Linked DNA regions of Sus scrofa: region 2 is linked to region 1. A link is a contact called in public HiChIP or PLAC-seq data. All regions are on one chromosome and are shown on one strand. The core of a region is the stretch at or near the end of the contact, and the rest is flanking DNA. Distances in the headings are between cores, read along the strand shown.

Region 1 (3,641 bases), core at 635-3,134:
ATGGTGAAATCTGGATTTTACTCATTTAAAAAGGGAAGAAAAGAGAGTCCCCAAGCTCTGCAGCCTTGTAGCTGTGTGTTGCATCTTCTAACTACCCCAGTCGGCTTGCTCAGCACCCCTTCAGTCACACTGAGAGAGGATCCTGGCACAGCCACTTGCCCCACAGAGCCAGGCACCTCTCCTGCCAAAGCTGTTGCCTGGGAGGTCTGCAGAGACATGGCCCCGGCCAAGCCACCTGCTCTGGCTTTTCAGTTCCCATGTGCTGCCCAACTTTCCCAGGCCACAGGGGTTTCTGAATACAGGCTAGAGCATCCTCTGGGACTCAGGGATGCACCCAGTTAAGGGTGCTGCACACCACCAATGGCCTACACTCCAGAACTACAGGTTCTTTTTAGGATGTCCCTTCCAAATTCAACTTCTTGTTTTGAATTAATTTTAGTTTTACAGAAAAGTTGCAAAGATAGTAGGGTTCCCATATGTGCTTCACCTAACTTCTCCTCTTGTTGACATAACCATGATGATGTTTTCAGAGCTAGGTAATTAATATTACTCTTTTTTTTTTTTTTTTTTGTCTTTTTGCCATTTCTTGGGCCGCTCCTGCAGCATATGGGAGGTTCCCAGGCTAGGGGTCTAATCGGAGCTGTAGCCGCCAGCCTACGCCAGAGCCACAGCAACGCGGGATCTGAGCCGCGTCTGCAACCTACACCACAGCTCACGGCAACGCCGGATCGTTAACCCACTGAGCAAGGGCAGGGATCGAACCCGCAACCTCATGGTTCCTAGTCAGATTCGTTAACCACTGCGCCACGACGGGAACTCCCAAGAATTTTTTTTTTTTTTTTTTTTTTGTCTTTTGTCTTTTTAGGGCCACACCCGGGGCATATGGTAATTCCCAGGCTAGTGGTCTAATCAGAGCTGTTACTGCTGGCCCACAACACAGCTCACGGCGATGCGGGATCCTTAACCCTTTGAGCGAGGCCAGGGATTGAACCCGCAACCTCATGGTTCCTAGTCGGATTTGTTTCCGCTGAGCCACAATGGGAACTCCTAATATTACTCTTAACTAAAATACAGCCTTTGTTCAGATTTCAGCAGTTTTAGCAGTTTTCTCGCTAATATGTTTTTTTTTTTTTTCCTTCCAGGATATTGCATTGCCTTTAACCAAGTTCTTTTGATTTACTCACAGAACTAATTCTTTTATACCAAATGCTGGTGGGTGTGGTAGATCAGTTGTCCTAATGGCCCTTGTTTATTACCCCTCCCTGTGACCATGCTCCTTGGGATGTGAAATTTTAGCATCTCCTATAAAGAAGTGCTCTACCTCCCCACTCTTGAGTCTGGGCTGACCTTGTGACTTGCTTTGAACAATAAAATGCAGAAGAGGAGTTTCCCCATGGTGTAATGGGATTGGCAGTGTCTTAGGAGTGCTGGGACACAGGTTTGATCCCTGGCCTGGTGCAGCGAGTTAAGGGTCTAGCATTGCTGCAGCTATGGCTTAGGTCTAGACTGTGGCTCAAATCTGATATCTGGCCTGGGAATTCCATATGCCTAGGGGCAGCCAAAAAAGAAAAAAAAAATGCAGAAGAGATGAAGATATGCCCATTCTGAGCCTGGGTCCCAAGAGGCCTTGGGTGCTACTGCTCCCTTTCTTGGACCCCAGCCTCCTTCATGAGCACAAGGCTGGACTAGGCTGCTGAATTGAGCAGCTATATGAATGACAGAGGAGCTGTCCCAACAGAATAATGATGCCATGCTAGACAGCCAGGTCCCTGCTGCCTGCCATCCCACAAGTGAGTCCTGCCAAGATCAGCTAAGCCTATCCCAGAGCAGCAAGATTACCTTATATAAGGCCTGTAGACGTGTGAGCAAAGTAAGTCTTTATGACTGAGCTGCTGAGGGTTTGTGGTTGTACTTATGCAACAGTGTTGTGGCGAGAGAACACTGATACAGCTGAGTCCAGATGGTGGCCCAAGTTTCACCGGCACCAAGTTGAGTTACATTTGCTGAATTTTTCCTATTGTTGGTCTTGGGACTGGTCTTAGACTTTTGTAACCAGGCTTAGTGAACACTTCTTTATAGGATCCCTCTCTCTCGATCTGAGTGGATTTGAGTAGAAAATGCAAATGTGAAAAAATACTTCCCTTGTTACACTAGAGAACCCCAGTGTCATGGGCTTGTCCATTCTGACTGAAGTTATGGTCACTACAACATGTCCCTGGATTTCTTTCCATCTAATTCCAAGGATAGCAAATCTCCCTATACTTGTTCTAGATTTTTCTGCTTTGGATATTTCCCAAATAAACTGTCTGTGTTGGCAGGGTTTTCTGCTGACTACAGTGGGTACAAGTCTGAAATTTAAATTTGATGTCTTCAGGCATCTTAGATTAAAAAAAATGTTCCCCCTCTCCCAAGGTAGACAAAAAAATGCTCTCAAAACTGCGGGGTGCTGCTCTGAAGCAAAACCAGTAACAAAGGGGACATTCTATCATCTCATATAATGCCCATTAGACAACTTCACTTTCTCAGCCTTGGAGCCCAGTTCTGGTTCCCCCGGAGAAGGGTCTGTTTTTCTCCCTTACAAGATCTCTGTCTTTTCCATTCTCTTGGATTCCTCCAACTTCCTACTGGGATGGTGGCAGTTTTCCCAGGATTACAAAGATGCAGGCAGCAGCCCCAAGCTTTTTGTCCTCCCTCCAGAGCATATCTTACCCCTGACTCCCATGCAGGGTGGAGTTTCAATATCTTGTGGATGGGAAAGCAAGAGAGCAACTTGTTTCTGAGCTCCCGTCAGCAGCCATTGCCTGGACGCATCAGAAAAGGACTGGGATCTAGAGGTCCAGATCCCTCTCATAGGCTTGCAGCCACTTCTCCTGTTTGTGGTCCTCCACCCAACTTTTTCAGTCAGCTATGCTCCCCAGTGAGAATCTCTCTGGATTTTGAAATGAAGTGAGTTGCTTCATTAACTTACTCCTCCCTCTCTCCCAGCTAACTGGGGCACTTACTCAACTTTTGGTCCCTTCAACACTTTTCATCTTCCAAAAATGTGTTGTTGTGTTGTTGTTGTTTTTCATTTTGAAAGTTTGAAGTATAGTTGACTTACAATGTTATGACAATTTTTGCTGTACAACACAGTGACTCAGTTATACATACACACACATCTATTCCTTTTTGGATTCTTTTTTCATATAGGTTGTCACAGCCAAAAATGTGTTGACACCTCTTTTCCACTGCTATATCCTTTTACATTCCCCTGGTCCTTGTGAATTTATATCTTTTTTTTTAATGCATTGTTAATTCTTACTAAATTTGGAAAGCACACAGATGCTTGACATTAATTTTCCTGCCTTTTATGCCTAAACTATTTATAATGTAGAAACACAATTAAGACATTATTTACTATCATACCCATAAAGTTAATGATAAAAATGACACACATCAATATGAGAAATATTGAATAAATATAATAAATCTTATTAAAAATAAAATGAAAATACACACCCAGATGTAATTTGTATAAAACTTGATGCTACAGGGGTGTGTTTATATTACCTTGACTTGATTTTTTCACTCTTATTTTAGGGAGGCTTTGTAAAAGTTACATCACATTCCATCTGCTATGTCTAGCCTGAAGTCTTCAGACT
Region 2 (3,641 bases), core at 645-3,144, 130 kb before region 1:
AGAGAATTGAAAAAGGGGAGGGGTGTCTAGGATAAAAATAACTCCTAGAATCAGTATACAAAAGACTGCCTCATAGAAAAAGAGGCAAAAACTTGAACATCTTCTCAAAAAGGACATTTTTTGGTATTTTTGTGTGTGAGCTTTTTTTTTTTTTTTTTTTTTTTTGTCTTTTTACAACCTCATCCACGGCATATGGAGGTTCCCAGGCTAGGGGTTGAATCAGAGCTGTAGCCACTGGCCTACACCACAGCCATGGCAGTGTGGGATCTGAGTCACATCTGCGACCTACACCGCAGCTCACGGCAATTCTAGATCCCCAACCCACTGAGTGAGGCCAGTGATTGAAACTGCATCCTCATGGGTGCTAGTCAGATTCATTTCCACTGAGCCACTATGGGAACTCCTTTTTGTACTTTTAAGACAGCTTTATTGGGATATAATTGATATTCAAAAAGCTGGACATATTTAATGTATAAAATTTGGTGATTTTAGAGATATGCATATACCTGTGAAACCATCACTGTAATAAAGGCAATAAAATATCCATTACCTCTAAGTTTCTTCCTGCTCCCCCTTCCTTTTTTTTTTTTTTTTTTTTTGTGGTTAAGAACACCTAGCATGAGATCAATCCTCTTCACAAATTTTTAAGTGTATAATATTGAATCGTTAATGATAGGCACTCTGTTTAATAGTAGGTCTCATAAACAGATCCTCAACCTCAACCTCTCTTCTCTCCTCCCCTTCTTCTCTTTCAAACCCTTCTCTTTTCCAGGGATCTCAGTGGTCTTATTCATCAGCACATTCCCAAAGCATAGAAAATGGAACAGGATCTGGCTCGGAGTAGTCCTTCAATAAATATTGGTGTAAACTTGAAATAAATACGTATAGATAAAAACATCCAGGTAGAGGAGAGAAAGCTCAAAGAGAAAGTAAATGGAGTAAAAACAGGAGGTTAGAGGTGAACCTTTCCAGAACACTAACCAGCAGGAGGTGGTAGAATTTGGAAGAGGGCCTGTAGAGTAGGCAGGATACGGAAGGAAGGTCAGGAGAGTATATCAGCCTCAACTAGGTTATCTTTTTTTTTTTTTTTTGTCTTTCTGTCTTTTCTAGTGCCACACCCACGGCATGTGGAGGTTCCCAGGCTAGGGGTCAAATTGGAGCGAGCTGTAGCCACCAGCCTACGCCAGAGCCACAGCAATGCGGGATCCGAGCCGCGTCTGCGACCTACACCACAGCTCAGGGCAACGCCGGATCGTTAACCCACTGAGCGAGGCCAGGGATCGAACCCGCAACCTCATGGTTCCTAGTCGGATTCATTAACCACTGAGCCACGGCGGGAACTCCTCAACTAGGTTATCTTCAGCTGCAGGAACTGAACATCTAGCTGAATGGCTTAGAGAAGAGTGGCTTCTTATCTCACATAGTAGTCTGGAGCTAGGTAGTTCCAGGGTTGATTACTTCAGTATTTCTTTGATGTCCAGGCTCTGCATTAGCAGCTAGTGATTCTTCTGGTTTTCCTTTTATGGTCTCAAAATGGCTGTCACAGGGCCAAATGTCAAAAACTGACTTTAAAGACAGGACTCGTACATCAGGAGGAACTTATCCTCAGGGCCTCTTGACCAATACCGAGTCCTAAGCCTGAGTCCTAAGCTAATTACAACAAAGGGAAATGAGATTTCCTTGACGGGTCTAGCTCAATATGGTTCATGTCCTGGGGCTGGGGTAGGAGGTTACTTCCTCAGAGGGTGCTGCTGCCCGCGCCTAATGCAGCTGGCAGCATGCTGGCCAGGAAGCAGGTGTATATACATGTGAATGTGGGGTAATGTCTGCTGGGGAGACAACCACCAGTGTGTCTGTCATAGGATTCAAGGAAAGAGATGTTCGAGGAGGAAGTCAGTTGCCTCATTTGTGACCGAAGGGTCATTCGTGACTGAGAGGTCATTCAACTACAGGACAAGGACTGAATGTGACTTGGATTTGACAACAAAGGGAACATTGCTGGTGGTGGTGAGAGCAATTGCTGTGGAGCTGGGGGAGGGAACTAGGGGAAAGGGACCAGGTTATGGTGAGTTAAAGAGTAAATGGGGCACAGGGAACTCTATTCAATATCCTGTCTCAATCCATAATGGAAAACTATGAAAAAGAGTATGGTGAGTTAAAGAGTAAATGGGGCACAGGGAACTCTATTCAATATCCTGTCTCAATCCATAATGGAAAACTATGAAAAAGAGTATGTGTGTGTGTATGTATATATATATATACATATATATATATAACTGGCTCACTGTGCTGTACAGTAGAAATTAACCCAACATTGTAAATCAACTATACTTCAATAAAGTAAGTTAAAAACAAATAGAAAAAGAGTACACCCCTGTACAAGAGAGTAGAGGTAGGGAGAGAAAGCAAATTGCACGAGGGTCTTGGTTAGGTGAGAGTGGGAAGAAACGGAGCTGGCCCGGGTCGCTGTCCTTTCCTGGCTGGAAACCCTAGTCATTGTGCTCCCCAGCCAGGACCGTGTTGGCTGTGATGTTCCCTGCCTGCCTATTGCAGAACTTTTGGAATACTCCCCAGATCTGATGTTCATTTATTATTGATCCTAGTTCCTTTTCTTTGACCCTTCTTAGTGCTAACCAACATTTTCTTCATCAGATGTGGCAATAAGAAGTACATATATGCTTTTGTTTAATTTAGACCTGACACTTTTCTGATTGTAAAAATGATATGTACTCATCATAAAAAATAAAAAAAATAAGATGCAGAAGGAAAAATAACAAATATATAACCCTAATCCACGGAGATCATCAGAGACAATATAGTGCTGTGTTTTTTAGCTCACCACATTCACATTTGTATTGATTTTTTTTAAATTGCATATCAAATCTATTTTTTAATTGTTCACAAATTAAAATAGTCACTTCTTGAAGACTACAGTGCTACAGTATTATATGTAAAAATGGTATAATTACTGAATAAAACAGTCAATTATACTTATTTCATTTGGTATCTTTTGTCCTGTCTCAGCAGTGGTCCACACTCAGGTTTATTGTAATGATTATTGTGTGGATACAAGGGTAGTAATGACTATTCTGATACTGACATCTTGAACTGCTTACAGAATTTAATTTAAAAAAGCTATTAATAGTGGGAAATACTGGCTCTATCAGGACATTTCTATGATAAGATTTGTAATTAATAACTTCCTTTGGTTCTTAAAAACAATGATCAAAGTCAGTTGAAACCTATACATTTTTTTGAAATTTTATTTTTTTTTTACAGATTAAAATACATATATTTAAACACAATTACATTCACACAGATTATATCATGGATCTTAAGGAAGAGATTAAGTGACTCCCTCTGGAGAGGTGGAATGGAAAATATGCTGAGACAAATGGGAAATTTATTCTATACTTTATCCCATTTTGTATGGCTTTCATCTTTACTATTTAGTATTATCTATTACATTTCAATTTTTCTTTAAAAATTAGCATTATATTAAAATTGTGTACATTACGCAACTAAAATTTATAAAGAAGAAAGCCTTATATACCATTAAATATTTTATATAGCATAATAGAAAGAATAACTTAACTGGTAAGAATAACAAAAATAATATACCCTCTGAAAATAAGTAAAAT

What was found. HiChIP or PLAC-seq counts read pairs in DNA pulled down with a chosen protein or histone mark.
Region 2: an H3K27ac HiChIP or PLAC-seq map of alveolar macrophages shows a contact between it and region 1. The contact joins two enhancer-like sites. A contact is called at or near these places in 2 of 2 datasets of contacts at active chromatin or transcription factors (alveolar macrophages and skeletal muscle).

What each region holds. Positions count from the first base shown.
Region 1 is chr11:48,871,059-48,874,699 of Sscrofa11.1, reverse strand. No RefSeq gene overlaps it. Among named protein-coding and RNA genes, the nearest start is that of KCTD12, 160 kb to the left of the region's middle. Within about 2 kb of position 1,884, at least 9 of the 83 cell types and tissues checked have an H3K27ac peak or open chromatin away from gene starts, as enhancers often do. A contact at or near this core is called in alveolar macrophages, where this site is marked.
Region 2 is chr11:49,005,729-49,009,369 of Sscrofa11.1, reverse strand. The region is part of intron 3 of LOC110255830 (a long non-coding RNA gene); the gene reads left to right. Among named protein-coding and RNA genes, the nearest start is that of KCTD12, 26 kb to the left of the region's middle. Within about 2 kb of position 1,894, at least 3 of the 83 cell types and tissues checked have an H3K27ac peak or open chromatin away from gene starts, as enhancers often do. A contact at or near this core is called in alveolar macrophages, where this site is marked.